Linked DNA regions of Mus musculus: all the other regions are linked to region 2. A link is a contact called in public promoter capture Hi-C and targeted proximity ligation data. All regions are on one chromosome and are shown on one strand. The core of a region is the stretch at or near the end of the contact, and the rest is flanking DNA. Distances in the headings are between cores, read along the strand shown. Region 1 has its middle 26 kb from the start of Gm35087. Region 2 holds the start of Mroh1 (maestro heat-like repeat family member 1). Region 3 has its middle 4.5 kb from the start of Gm35739. Region 4 holds the start of Adck5 (aarF domain containing kinase 5). Region 5 holds the start of Cpsf1 (cleavage and polyadenylation specific factor 1).

Evidence for each region. Promoter capture Hi-C pulls out the DNA fragments that hold promoters and counts their contacts.
Region 1: a promoter capture Hi-C map of embryonic stem cells shows a contact between it and region 2. A contact is called at or near these places in 5 of 39 promoter capture datasets (the SN4741 cell line, embryonic stem cells, liver and 2 more), 1 of 130 datasets of targeted methods (bone marrow-derived macrophages) and 3 of 9 other capture datasets (adipose tissue, liver and pancreatic islet).
Region 3: a contact with region 2 is called in a targeted proximity ligation map of bone marrow-derived macrophages, with 2.0 times the contacts expected there. A contact is called at or near these places in 8 of 39 promoter capture datasets (the 3T3-L1 cell line, cranial neural crest, frontonasal cranial neural crest and 5 more), 2 of 484 Hi-C or Micro-C datasets (B cells and embryonic stem cells), 6 of 130 datasets of targeted methods (the NIH/3T3 cell line, bone marrow-derived macrophages and embryonic stem cells) and 3 of 9 other capture datasets (adipose tissue, liver and pancreatic islet).
Region 4: a targeted proximity ligation map of the SCID.adh cell line shows a contact between it and region 2, with 15 read pairs. A contact is called at or near these places in 9 of 39 promoter capture datasets (the C10 cell line, cranial neural crest, embryonic stem cells and 5 more), 2 of 484 Hi-C or Micro-C datasets (CD4 T cells and embryonic stem cells), 6 of 130 datasets of targeted methods (the NIH/3T3 cell line, the SCID.adh cell line, bone marrow-derived macrophages and 3 more) and 2 of 9 other capture datasets (liver and pancreatic islet).
Region 5: a contact with region 2 is called in a targeted proximity ligation map of pancreatic cancer cells. A contact is called at or near these places in 7 of 39 promoter capture datasets (the SN4741 cell line, cranial neural crest, embryonic stem cells and 4 more), 8 of 130 datasets of targeted methods (the 230-238 cell line, the SCID.adh cell line, bone marrow-derived macrophages and 3 more) and 4 of 9 other capture datasets (adipose tissue, embryonic stem cells, liver and 1 more).

Annotation. Positions count from the first base shown.
Region 1 is chr15:76,157,172-76,159,871 of GRCm38.p6, reverse strand. No RefSeq gene overlaps it. Among named protein-coding and RNA genes, the nearest start is that of Gm35087, 26 kb to the right of the region's middle.
Region 2 is chr15:76,379,216-76,381,915 of GRCm38.p6, reverse strand. Mroh1 (maestro heat-like repeat family member 1) reads right to left here and starts at 1,403. Exons shown (of 44, transcript NM_175457.4): 1 at 1,340-1,403.
Region 3 is chr15:76,551,537-76,554,305 of GRCm38.p6, reverse strand. No RefSeq gene overlaps it. Among named protein-coding and RNA genes, the nearest start is that of Gm35739, 4.5 kb to the left of the region's middle.
Region 4 is chr15:76,574,893-76,577,799 of GRCm38.p6, reverse strand. It overlaps Adck5 (aarF domain containing kinase 5), which reads right to left and starts at 1,441. Exons shown (of 15, transcript NM_172960.3): 1 at 1,306-1,441. The coding sequence starts at 1,317.
Region 5 is chr15:76,606,201-76,608,900 of GRCm38.p6, reverse strand. Cpsf1 (cleavage and polyadenylation specific factor 1) reads left to right here and starts at 1,310. Exons shown (of 37, transcript NM_053193.2): 1 at 1,310-1,566. The coding sequence starts at 1,423.

The sequences.
Region 1 (2,700 bases), core at 97-2,596, 220 kb after region 2:
AGAAGAGAAAGAAGGAAGTTGTTATCTTCAGCTACATAGGGAGTTTGAGACCAGCCTTGGACACATGAGACTTTGCTTGGTAACAATAGCGATAGCACAGCAGCAACAACAAAAGGTAGTGTGATCATGTATATTAAATTGTATATTAAATATACCTTATTTTAATGGGACAGGACATTTTATACATATTTGTATATACTTAGATATCATGATCCCTGAGTTGCTTAGATTACTTCTTTTTTGTTGTTGTTGTTGTTGTTTTTGGTTTTTTGGTTTTTTTGGTTTTTCTGAGACAGGGTTTCTCTGTGTAGCCCTGGCTGTCCTGGAACTCACTTTGTAGACCAGGCTGGCCTCGAACTCAGAAATTCGCCTGCCTCTGCCTCCCGAGTGCTGGGATTAAAGGCGTGCACCACCACACCCGGCTTCAATATTTTGAGAATCCAATGCTAAAAATTGTAGCAAATTAAAGGTTGACTTTCTAATATTTTATTCATTATTATTGTTGTTATTATTAATTATTATTGCACTGGTGTTTTTCCCACATGTGTGTCTGTGTAAGGGTTTTGGATCTCCAGAAATGGATCTCCAGAAACTAGAGTTACAGAGTTGTGAGCTGCCATGTAGGTGCTCGGAATTGAACCCCGGTCTTCTGGGTCCAGGGCTCAGTGATTGCTGAGCCCTCTCTCCAGTCCCAGTCCCCTGACTTTTTTTTTTTAGAATGCAGTAGGTGCGTAGGACGGGGACATTTCTGAAAATGGCATTATTCCCATGGACAGTACCAAGAAAATGTGTATTTGACCTTTGCTAACTATGACACACCATTTGATATTGTTTTGTTCGAAGTGACTTTTTTGTTAGGAGAAAAAAACTAACTGAAGAAACCCCAGAACAAAGCCATATTTGAGAACAGCCCCTGTGAGCTGGCTTTCGTACAGCCATGTCTCCTTTAGAGAAGTCTTACAGACATTCTTCAGATGTGCCCGCACTTGCCACATTCCTGGGCTGTGGGGTAAAGCTGGAATGAACTCCTAGAACCTGTGTAGCCTGGTGGCTTCCAGCAGGTGAGCTGTTCCCACAGGACTGAGCAGAGATTCTGATGAAAGACAGTAGAGCTAAAACCTTTGATCAGAACACAGGATCAGAGCTGAACACTTGAATGCTTGTATGATTTTTTTTTTTTTAAGGGGCACAAAGAGTTTCTAGCTGATTCTGGACTTTGTTGAATGCCTGTGTAAGAAATAGGAAAGTAACCTTTAAAAGAATGAAAGGACAGAGGGCTGTCAAGCCAGGAAGCAGCTAACTGAGCTCAAACAAAGGGGTATTATAAAGCCTTGGTAGGGGAGACAAGCTCCGGGGGAGGGTGGCGTCCCTGACCTGCCAACACTTGTAATTGTTACATCAGACAGATGGGAACTGCCCAGCCCTGCCAGGGTGGGGTACCTTTCTCCTTTCTCTGTTTCCAAGGGTGTTTTATCTGCTGTTTATTTTCCTGGTTCTGTAAAAGCCTCGGGTGACACATTAATATTTCAAACGCGATTGCCAAAAACCCAAAACAAAACAACTAGCCCCAACCTGGGCACATGTGGTGCCTGAAGTTCTGGGGAGCCCCTGGCTGTCTCCCTCATGATCTGACTCCAGGGCTTCTGTATTCTCTGGGCGGTTAGGGAAGGTGATATCCAGTGTTACAGAAAGATGTACTGTGCCCTGGCAAGTGCCCATGGATCAGGTCTGCTGGTGTGCCACCGAGCCCTCTGTCCCCCTCTGAGGCTAACTATGTCCCATGTCCACTGTGGATAGGAGGCAGCTTCCCATGTTTGCTGAGCACCAGCCCAGCCCAACCCTTGGAGGACTGAGCACAGGTGCCACTCCAACCCCGCTTGGCAGGCGAGTTCATGAGGGCTCGCCCTCCTCAGGCTCAGCATGGACAGCATGACCTTGATCTCTCGGTGCCTTGTGGGACCCTGGCTGGCCATCCCACAGCAATGGAAGCTTATCCACAGTCAGCTGCATTTGTAGGCTCCAGGCAGATGGCGTAAAGAACAGCACACCTCGCCGGGCGTGGTAGTGCACGCCTTTAATCCCAGCACTCGGGAGGCAGAGGCAGGCGGATTTCTGAGTTCGAGGCCAGCCTGTCTACAGAGTGAGTTCCAGGACAGCCAGGGTTACACAGAGAAACCCTGTCTCAAAAAAATGAACAGCACACCTCGATAGGAATGGGAGGTATCCGGCTATCCACTCCAGAAGGTTCTGAGGTAGAAGAACCTCTTATCTCCAGCCCCACTCTGTCTCCCTGTCTGACACAGCAGGGTGTCCTGAGGGTCCCCAACTCCTGGGATAAAAGGGACCCAACGTGACTGAGAGAACACCAAATTTAAGATGCGTCTTATTTAAGATAGAGCCTCATTGGAGTGTGAGCCAATTGCTAGATGTTTTGTTTTAAGACAGGGTCTACCTCGCTGTATAGCTCTGGTGTCCTGGAACTCACTATGTAGACTAGGCTGACTTCAAACTCATAGAGATCTGCCTGCCTCTGCATCTGGAGTGTTGGGATGAAAGGTGTGTACGACGTTCAGCCAGTGGCTCGTCTCCGTGGACATCTCCTCAAAGGACAGGGTTTCTTGTTCTTATTCACTCAGAATAAAAGCTTTATCATGTGGAAAAGCACCTGCAAGATGGGACTTGAACATTCCTCAGCCCAGC
Region 2 (2,700 bases), core at 154-2,653:
GGACATCCGTTTCAAGTTAATGAAGGCGGCCAGGCCTCAGCCATCGACTTTGACAGTAGAGCCCAGAAAGACATTCCTCATTCGAGCCACACATCTCAGCCTAAGGCCTAAGAGTAGAGCCTGCTGGCAGAAGCATCTCCCCGGCCTGCAGGTGCAGAGACTGCACAGCCAGCCAAGTCATAAACACAGGCTCCACAGGAATATCCCACAACCAGTGGTTTGCATAGGATCTCTGCTCTGGTGCCCCATCAACCCTGTGTCTGCTGGGGGTCTCCATCTAGATGACCATGGCCAACCAAGTCTAACAGAGCAGCTAAGACTTAACCCTTCACCTTCACCCCTGCCCTGCTCCACCTACCTACTTCCTGAATTTTTTTAATTTTACCATTTAATTAACTAGGTCGCAGGCTGTTCCTCCATTTCTACTACCATCCCCTTCCTTCCAAAGAGTTTCCTGCCTCCAACCAAGACTAGCCCCTCAAAGTTAGCCTCTGCCTTAACAGTAACTCCAGCTCACAGCCCCAGGTCTCCAGATGCCGCCCTCTATCCCTCTCCCGCAGGTCCTTATGCTTACTCACTGCACTTGAGTTTACGGTTCCATCCATTACCTTGAGCTCTGTACAGGGTAGAGCAGAGTCTTGCTGCATAACTGCACTGACTTGGTTGGAAAATTGGAATCCCAAACCTGGAGTGTCAGCCCTGGCTCCACCTCACCTAGCTCTCACCTTGCCTGAATTCTATACTCTGAGAGTTTTGTGGCCTTCTCCCTGGGGCCAGCAATCCTCGTGACTCTGGACAAATCACTTTCCTGCTCTACACCGCCTCCTTTAATCCGCAACGAGAATACAGAAAGACGAGTGGCTGCGGTGCGGTGAGCACTCGCTTTGCAAGTCCCTGAATTAAGGCTCAGTTTTATGAAAGAGACAGAAATGCCGGTAGCCCAGTTGCGGAGGTCAAAGACCTGAACACGTAGCCCCTACCCCGCAAAGGACCAGGGTCTTGAGTCACCGAGTTCCCGGAAGGGACTAGGACATGGATCACGCGACCCACGAGACAGCAGGGACAGGGACCAGGGACCACGCGCCGATGTCTGACAAGTCAGAATTGAATCGCAAGCTCCGAGATCCCTTCCAGGTGTAAGATGCGAAGCCGGGCCCGCTGGGCACACCTGAGATCTCCCAGCACCTCCTGGCACCGGCCCGCTGACCTTGGGGAGGCGCCCCTTGACACAGCTTCTCTTGCTGCTGGCAGATGGGGAGGCCCCTAGGCTCTCTGGTCCAAGTTCCTCAAAGGGTGCCTGGCCCCCACCACCAAAGATGAGCCTTAACAAGCCGTTTACCTGAGGAGCCGCCGCCGCCGCCACGGCCCGGGCGCCGCCCTCTATGCCCCAAGCGTCTCAGAGTAGGCGGAGCAGCGCCCCAAGCCCATCCCCGCAGCCCTCTGGCCAACTGCGGCCTGGCGCGCGGCAATTTGGCCCCGCCTCCGTGCGATCTCCACACTCATTGGTCAGAGTTCTGTCCCTCACGTTAACTCCGCCCACTCTCCGCTCCATGGAGCGCCTAGGTACACCTACTTCTTCCTGTTCTCTGCTGGGTACCCCAGCGGTCCGGTGACCATTTCACAAGACAAGTGTGAGTACTGCTGCTGCGCCAGACGCCGTCTGCGCAAGCGCTGTTCTCGAGAGTATTCGGACTCGGCCTCCAACTGCAGAAAACTCCACCAGGCGGGACCGGTGGCGCACTCCTTTAATCCCAGCACTGGAGAGGCAGAGGCAGGTGGATCCTTATGAATTCGAGGCCATCCTGGTCTACATAGTGAGTTCTAGGACAGTCTGGGATAAAAAGTGAGACCCTATCTCGGGAAGAAAACAAAAATAAAAAAAACAAAACAAAACAACAACCCAGCTGTCACGGACACACACAAGGTATTGTCATTGTTGTACATTGGTCACACACTAAACGCCTAAAACTACCCCAAACCCCTAAATGTACACATGGCCATGCCCAACAGAGGTACATGTCCAACCTATCAACAAGACATTGGGAATCAAGATGATCATGTCCTAGCTACCTGGGCTGCTTGCTACCTACCACTGTTATTCCAGCTCCAGGAGCAGCTAAAGCCTCTAAGGCTGGAAAGAGGTGACTAAAAAAGTAAAAGTAAGCCATACTACAGGATAAACTTTGGGTTTGGTGCCAAGAAAGCAAGGTTAGATAAGAGAGTTGGGGACGATCATGCCAGGAAGACTTGGCACCTGCAAAGAACCAGAGGTTGCAATCACCCAGATGTGTGTAAACAAGAGAAAGTTGTGGGTAGAGTTCTGAAAGCAAAAGAACCAAGAACCTGTCAAAGGGGAAGCAGCTACCATGTATCTAGGCTGACAGCATCGTTGGATGTGGAAATTAAGCTGCTGCGGTTGAACCAGGTCAGAGGCAAACACACAGCCAATATTCTTTTTCCACGATGAGAAGGACTTGGATGAGTTCTACTGAGAGGATAGAGCCCAAGAGAGAAAAAGACAGGACAGGACTCTCTGAGTAAGAGAGTGAAGCATTTGGGGCTGGCAAAATGGCTCAGTGGTTAAGAGCGCCAACTGCTCTTTCGAAGGTCCAGAGTTCAGATCCCAGCAACCACACGGTGGCTCACAACCATCCATAACGAAATCTGATGCCCTCTTCTAGAGTGTCTGAAGACAGCTAC
Region 3 (2,769 bases), core at 141-2,640, 170 kb before region 2:
TTTGTGAAAGTTTACTTATTATTATATATAAGTATACTGTAGTTGACTTCACGCGCACCAGAAGAGGGTCTCAGATCTCATTACAGGTGGTTGTGAGCCAGCAAGTGGTTGCTGGGATTTGAACTCAGGACCTTTGGAAGAGCAGTCAGTGCTCATACTCGCTAAGCCATCTCGTCAGCCCCCTAGGGTATTGTATTCTAGTTGCACATTAAACAAAAAACAAAAAACAAACAAACAAACAAAAAACACTACAGGAAGCTGGTAGGATGGCTCAATGGGTAGGGACTTGCTCCCAAGCTTGAGAACCTGAGTTCAATTTCTGGGACCTACATGGTAGAAGGACAGAATGCACTTCTGTAAGTTGTTCTATATGTGCACCATGTCATGTACATGCACATACACTTGCACACTCTCCCTCACACAAAATAAATAAGTAAATATAATCAAAATATTTTTATCAAAATAAATCCACTCCACACCCATCCCTGCTACCATCCCAAGAGAACCACAGCACCCATCTCACTTAAGCCAGGGGGGAAAACCCTCCCTCTGCCTCCCCAGGACAGTTTCCTACCCCCAAATCTACATGATGGCATAGTGACTCCAGTTCAAGGAGGGTTGTCACTCAGCTTCTGGCTTCTGTGGGCACCAGGCATACACACAGTGCAAATCCATATGAAATCAAGTTTTTAAAAATCAAATCAAGGGCTGGAGAGATGACTCAGTGGTTAAGAGCACCGACTGCTCTGCCAGAGGTCCTGAGTTCAATTCCCAGCAACCACATGGTGGCTCACAACCATCTGTAATGGGATCCGATGCCCTCTTCTGGTGTGTGTCTAAAGACAGCTACAGTGTACTCATATAAATAAAATAAATAAAAAATCAAAATCAAATCAAAACTGGATGGTGGTGGTGGTGGGTGGCAGCAACACACACCTTTAACCCCAGGAAGCAGAGGCAGGGGGATCTCTGTCAATTTGAGACCAGCCTAGTCTACAGAACAAGCTCCAGGACAACCTGGATTGCACATCACACAGAGAAACCTTGTCTCAAAAACCAACCAAGCAAACCAACAATATAAATATCTTCAATCCCAGCATTCAAGAGGCAGAGGTAAGTGGATCTCTGTGAGTTCCCGGCCAGCTAGAGCAGATATATTGAGACCCTGTCTCAGACCAATAGCTAGATCAAGAACTCTAAAATCCCTTCCATACTTTATCAAGACAGCTTTAAAGGCATTTTGTTTTGATTTTGTTCCGTTGAACAGGGTTTCTCTGTACAGCCCTAACTGGCCTGGGACTAAATGCATGTGCCTTCAACACCTGGCGCTTTCAAGGTTTTTAATGACTAAGCAGAGACCTTGAAAGCCTCACTGTCTCTTCTGCTCAGGAGATTCTAGAGCGCCATCTAGTGGCCACTCAGTTCAGTCTGCAGGCACTAACTAAGCCTCCGGTCAAAGGATTCTTTCCTGTTATTGATCAGCTGATATTTCTGCTGGGAGAGTTCAAAGTTACTGAGTCTCTTCTGGCGTCAAGTACAATCATCAAAGTGGGAAACCCTTGGAAGCAGTAATGTCCTTTCTCTCTTGTGAGGGAAGGCCGGCTCATATCTGACGACCTCACACAGGTTGAACCTGAAAAAGGACAAATTCCTGGACCATAAGGAGCCCAAAAAGAAGGGCATCCCTCTTCCTCTGAGTACTGATGAGACCCTGGGGTTGTGCGAGCTCTTCTATTTTTTCATTAGATATTGCAAGAATCAAAGTTACATTCTTTTCTTTAAAATGTATATCTGACCAGGGCAAGTGTCCAGAGAAGCTAGAGACTGGAAGCTGAACTTACAAGTGATTGTAGGCTGCCCAGTGAGGGTGAGAGTCATTCTTCAGTCCTCTACCTTGAATGGTAAGCATTCTTACTCCAGATTTCTCCAGATTCCAAATTATATTCCTTATTAGTACAGGGGTCGTGTTTCTTTTTCTTCTGTGATGACCGCCCTCTCTTGTTAACATTCCAGTACTCAATCCTCCTCAGTAGTACTAATGACAAGCCTGGTCAACAAACCCACTTGATCGGCCTCTTCACCTCTTCGGTAGACAAACTTCCATTCCTCTGTGGTCCTGTGTAACTGCTAGGGGCAGTGTATCTAAACTGCAGATCCAGTGAAGGTTGTCTCTTCAGCTCTTGTTCCTACCCTCTCCGCTTCCCCCTTTTAAAAGATATAACAGTCTTGATTTTAAGTGGTGGCGCACGCCTTTAAGCCCAGCACTTGGGAGGCAGAGGCAGGCGGATTTCTGAGTTCGAGGCCAGCCTGGTCTACAGAGTGAGTTCCAGGACAGCCAGGGCTACACAGAGAAACCCTGTCTCAAAAGACTAAAAGACAAAACAAGACAAAACAACCCCCAGAGCCTGCTATAATTCCCACCAAACTTAAATCCTACTACCTTTACTGGCAGATCCTAATCCTGAGGACCCTGCAGCTTTTCTGTGTGGAGAGACTCCGCCTCACCTGCAGTAATAGATAATAAGCCTTATAGGATGAGCCTCCTTCCGAGGCTACTTTGTTCACAGACAGAGATGGCTTATGGAGGTACGACACAGACTTTTCAGGGAATACAACCGTGAGTTTCACAAAGGTGATAGAATGTGGGTGCTTTGGGGGTAATTCTGCATCAGCCTCCAGAGAAGAAGTAATTGCTCTCACTAGAACTTTCCAGCTAGGGGCACAAATGGGACACCATTTAGCGATGCCTCAGCCCATGCTTTCTGTACC
Region 4 (2,907 bases), core at 192-2,691, 200 kb before region 2:
AGACACAGCTGGCAAAAGAGAGACATCCATACAAGCCAGCAGCCTGCACCATGAAGACTGCCAAGACTCAGGATAGAGCCCTAGAAAAGATGACTAGATTATGACCTTTGATAGACAGCCCAAGGCAGCTCAACAGGAAACTAAGCCACAGACCATCTCCCAAAGTTAGTAGGTAACAGCCTAGAGATTTGAGCTAGAGGAAGTGGACGTTGTTATTGGGAACCTGCAAGGACTCCACTGTACTGTGCAGTAATTCCTAATCAGAGGTTAAAACTCCCCTTTCTGGTAGGGTGGTGGTGGTACACAGCTTTAATCCCAGCACTAGGGTGGCAGAGGCAAGCAGATTTCTGTGAGTTCGAGGCCAGTATGCTCTACAGAGTGAGTTCCAGGACAGCCAGAGCTAAAACCAAATACCCCAACCTTGGAGGGGGGTAAGCAAGGAGCCAAAAACAAAAAAAACTAAGACAAACAAACAAAAAAACCCTTGCCTTTCTAGCCAGGCAGTGGTAGCATATGGCTTTGATCCCAGCAGAGGATCTCTGAGTTGGAGGCCAGCCAGCTCTACAGAGCTAGTTCCAGGCCAGCCAGGGCTGTCCAAAAACAAGAGAAACCCTATCTCAAACAAAACAAAACAAAACAAACTCCCAGGGCTGTCTAGAGGTGTAAGTGACAAGTAATACGGATATGTGGAAAAGTTTTTGCTACAGTAAAGTGCTGTCTGTGTAAAAGGCAACTTGTCTCTGAGCAACAGGACTCCCATCAGAAAGCACACACCCAGCAGGGCTGTACACTGCAAGCCAAACGTTAACCCACCTCCTGGCCTCTCATTATCTAAACCTACAAGGCCAGATGTACTAGAAAAACAACTTCGCAGAAGTTTAAAAACAACACAACTGAAGAAGGGCCATACTCCAAGGGCAGGGAATAGGCAAGGACACCCCCAGGGCCAGAACAAGGGGCTAAGGGAGTGAGGGCATGCTAACCCAGCGGGAATCATGGGGTTGTCTCCCTTCCAGAAGCTGATAGAGAGGACAGAGCAGCTTCCCGGGGAGACCCGAGGGATGCGCTGAGGACAGAGGCAGAAGGAAGAGGACCCTGGGGTGAGGTTAAATAATGCTGAGTCTTCCCAAAGGCTCTGGGGAAAAAAAGAGGAAGCGGGAATCAGAGTTCTCCAAAGCTTTGGGGTCGATGGGCAGGGCCCGGGCCTGGACTGGATCCAGAACCTCCGGGTACAGAGAGAGATCCCAACGCAGGGATGCGGAGCGCAGAGTCAGGGACCAGGGCGTGCGGGGGCGGGGTCCTCACCGGCCGCCACATGTCCCCGGCAGTGCTCTCTTCCCGGTTTCGCCGCAGACGTCCCTGGTGCCCAGACGACCCCGCGAAAGAGTAGGCAATGCGCTTGCGCACCGGCCCACACGCGCCACACAGACCTGGGTAGAGTGGAAGGGCCACGCCCCCAAAACGTGACGTGACCGCCTCGGCGTGCAGCGGCCCCTTGAGGTCGCCCGGGGCATAGCCTCATGGGAGACACCAAGTGATGAGTCTTTACCAAGTGTTTTCCTTTGTTTATTGTATGTGAATGTTATGGAGCAATTTTCAAGAGTCGGTTGGTGCTTGCTTTCCACCGTCTGTTTTATTTCTGTTGCCCTGTGCAAGCCAGGCTAAGTTTGCGGGCAATTTTCCTCTTCCCACTCCTATTTCACTCTAGAAGTGCTTTTTACATTGTTCCAGGAACTTGGCTTCCTAGGGTAGCCCTTTTACCCACTCAGCCATATTCCCAGACCCTTGAATTGGCTCTTTAATTTTGTCGGGCTCTCGTTCCTTTCTGAAAAGTGACAGTGTAACTCAAAGCTGACACTTGGTCATTTTCACAACTCTCAGTATTCGCTCGCACAGGCAGTTTGGCAACACCTGTTGAGACAGCCACCAAAGCTAGAGACACCCTCGCTTTCTTGCCAACTATGTCAGTTAGAGTCCAGGTTCTTTTTTGTTTGTTTGTTTGGTTGGTTGGTTGGTTTGTTTTGTTTTGTTTTGTTTTTTCTTTTCTTTTTTTTTCTAAGACAGGGTTTCTCTGTGAAGAGTCCTGGTTCTTTGTCCCCCTACTCTTCACTCTCTGTGATACCCAATCCTTCTGCAAATCCTCCTCTGGAGGGGTCCTTACTACCTGGTTCCTCAGAACTCCCCTGAAGTTCCTGCTTCCCTAGCCACGGGTGCTCTTCTCAGCAACTGTCCTAATGTTGACCATTGGGTTCTTTGAGGTCACCTGAGCCTCCCCCCACCCACCCACTGGAACTGGCAAGCTGCCTTCTGGTTGAACATGGCTCTAAGCAGGCTCTAAGATAATGTCATGTCCCCAATTGGCTTTGGAGTGCCTGGAAGGTGGCAGAGTGGCTGTATGAGGGGGTCACAAAAGTCTGTGAGCCAGACGATGTCAGGCAATGGCCTCCTTCCAGTTCATTCATTCTGGACGTCCTTGCAAGCCTAGGAAGTACGTGTAGCTGAGATGTCTGGGCGCAACTGGAAAGCAATGTGTCAGGGACAAAATGGATTCAGGGTGCACAGAGCCCAGGATGAAAAGGCAGAAATGGGTGTTCCGAGACTGGGCTACTTATAAAGCACAGGGGAGAGAGATTGTGGCAATTAGGTCCAGATATACAGTAGGGAACAGATCAAAGTCCTCAGCCCTGTGAGGTCACACCCGAACCAGGGAGACCTAGCTGGGAGCTACCAGGAACCTGTTGGAAAGTCAGGGCAACCAAGTAGCCCAGCAACTCCAGAATACTTATTTAGCCCAAACCTTTCCAAACATTATATCATACAGTCTTGGCCAGCAGCCTGTCCCTGAGCGTCTGCAGCAGTTGGAAGCCTGTGTATTTTTGGGTGACATATGTCAGGATATATACATAA
Region 5 (2,700 bases), core at 61-2,560, 230 kb before region 2:
CTCCATCTTCTGGTGCGTCTGAAGACAGCTACAGAGTACTTACATATAATAATAAGTAAATCTCTGGGGCTGGAGTAAGCAGAGGTTCTGGGTTCAATTCCCAGCAACCACATGATGGTTCACAACTATCTGTACAGCTATAGTGTATCATATACATAAAATAAATATTTAAAAAATTATGTATATATGTGCCAGCATGTCTGGGCAGCTTTCGTCCCAGGGCTTGGGAGGTAGACTCTGAATTCGAGGCTAGTTGGGTCTACAGAGTTTCAGGACAGCCAGGGCTATGTAGTTGAGACCTCATCTCAAAAATCAAGAAAAAGAAAAAAAAATAATTTCTTTTGCTTGCTTGTTTTTGTTTTTTGTTTTTGTTTTTGTTTTTTTTTAAGAAAAGTTTTCTCTGTATAACCATGGCTGTCCTGGAACTCACTTTGTAGACCAGGCTGGCCTCAAACTCAGAAATCTGCCTGCCTCTGCCTCTGCCTCCCAAGTGTTGGGATTAAAGGCTTACACCACCACTGCCCAGCCAACAAAATACTTTTTAAAAGAGATCTTTTTTTTTAAATTTTATTTTATTTTTATTAGGTATTTTCCTCGTTTACATTTTCAATGCTATCCCAAAAGTCCGCCATACCCACCCCCCCAATCCACTACCCACCCACTCTCCCGTTTTGGCCCTGGGGTTCCCCTGTACTGGGGCATATAAAGTTTGCAAGTCCAATGGGCCTCTCTTTGCAGTGATGGCCAACTAGGCCACCTTTTGATACATATGCAGCTAGAGTCAATTAAAAAGAGATCTTTAGTGTGATACAGGGGTGATCTACCACATCACCTCATCTACAGAGTGGGGTGGCGATATTGCATGTTTCTGTATCCTTTTCCAAGCCTATATACCCTTGTTTTATTTTCTGGGATTTAGCTAATGAGGCAAGTCTTGAAGGGTACAGAACAGAAGGAAGCAGAGGTCCAGCACCCTCCAGCTCTGTGACGAGGCTCATCAGTCCTTTTTTTTTTTCTTTCTTTCTTTCTTGTTTTTTTTTTTCGAGACGGGGTTTCTCTGTGTAGCCCTGGCTGTCCTGGAACTCACTCTGTAGACCAGGCTGGCCTTGAACTCAGAAATATGCCTGCCTCTCTCAAGTGCTGGGATAAAAGGCATGTGCCACCACGCTTGCTCGTCAGTTCTTATCAAGCTAGGCCACTAGGGGCCGCTCTTCGCTCGCAGCCACGGCGCGCAGGCGCAGATGCGAAGCGGCCCGGAACCCTGCTTCTCAACCACCTGGTCCTCTTAGAAGGCGGTCCGGGCAGGAAGCGCAGGCGCAGTACTTCGGAACCCGGTGGCTGGGTTGGCGCGCGCGGCCGGACCGAGTCCGCTGCCGTCCCTGTCCCCCGAGTCGGCGGCTCCGGCGTGACAGTGGCGGCGACATGTACGCGGTGTACAAGCAGGCGCACCCGCCCACCGGGCTGGAGTTTACCATGTACTGCAACTTCTTCAACAACAGTGAGCGCAACCTCGTGGTGGCCGGCACCTCGCAGCTCTATGTGTACCGCCTGAACCGCGACGCCGAGGTAGGCCGTGTCGAGGCAGTGCCGCAGTCATTCGGCAGGTTCCCCAGTGCAGGAGCTGAGGTTTGCCAAGGGTCTTTGGGCCCCAGAGCCAGTTCATCGCTGCCTCGTTGTTTGGCCTCATCCTACCCTGCCCGGACACCTCTGCCCGCGGTCTACTGCTTGTTCTTTGGAGATCGATTTTCAGGAGATTGTTGCACACCTTCCACGAGCTTAGCAGCAAAGACAAGCCAGTGAACCCTTGAGGGCGATGATTCTTTAGGAAGTCAATACTGCCACACACAGACGGCCACAGTGTCTCTCTAGGAGTAAGACCCAATGAAGGAGACTGGGTGTTTCTGTACAAAACAACCAGAGCTCTTTCTGAGATTGAGCAGATTTGTTGTGGAAGAACGTTTCTTCCTAAAGGAGCAAGGCTGGATGTTTCTCGGGGACAGACTATTGTCAGTAGATGTAGTAATGTGGAATGAATTCATCAGTACATTGATAACGGGGGTGTTTTGGTTGCTAGAGAGACAGCAAGCGGTTCAGGAAGCCCTCCCCCCCTCCCCCCAAAAAAAAGGCAATTTCCGTGGCTCTTTAATCCCAGTTCGATCCATTAATCCCAGGTGGAAGCAGACAGATTTCTGGGTGTTCCAGTTTAAACTATTTCCAAGCCATCTAGGGCTACATAGTGAACCTCTTGTCTAAAAACAAAGCAAAAAAGCCAAGAAGGCAGATGCTTTTTTTAAAAAATTAGACTTATTCATATTCATTTGTGTTTGCTTGTATATATGTATGTACACCATATGCATTCTTGGTGTCCATGGAGGTCAGCATTATGGATAGTTGTGCCATCAAGTGGGTCCTCTGTAAGAGCAACAAGTGCTTTTGATGGCTGTGCATTACTGCCAACATGCAGTTTACTGGGGTGGCAGAACTGGACAGGGAAATCTCACCTTCATAGAAGATGTGTTTTAAATAGACAAGGAAGTGTGGGGGAAGTATGTGGGAGTTAGGCAAAGGGGTTTCAAGGAAAGTTAAGTTTTTGTGGTAGAGGCTAAGGGAAGGAGGAAGGAAGGGAAAGAACGGGTAAGAAGTAACAGGGCAGGGCCTCCACAACACACTCTCCAAGCAGGAAGTTTTGGCAATGAAATA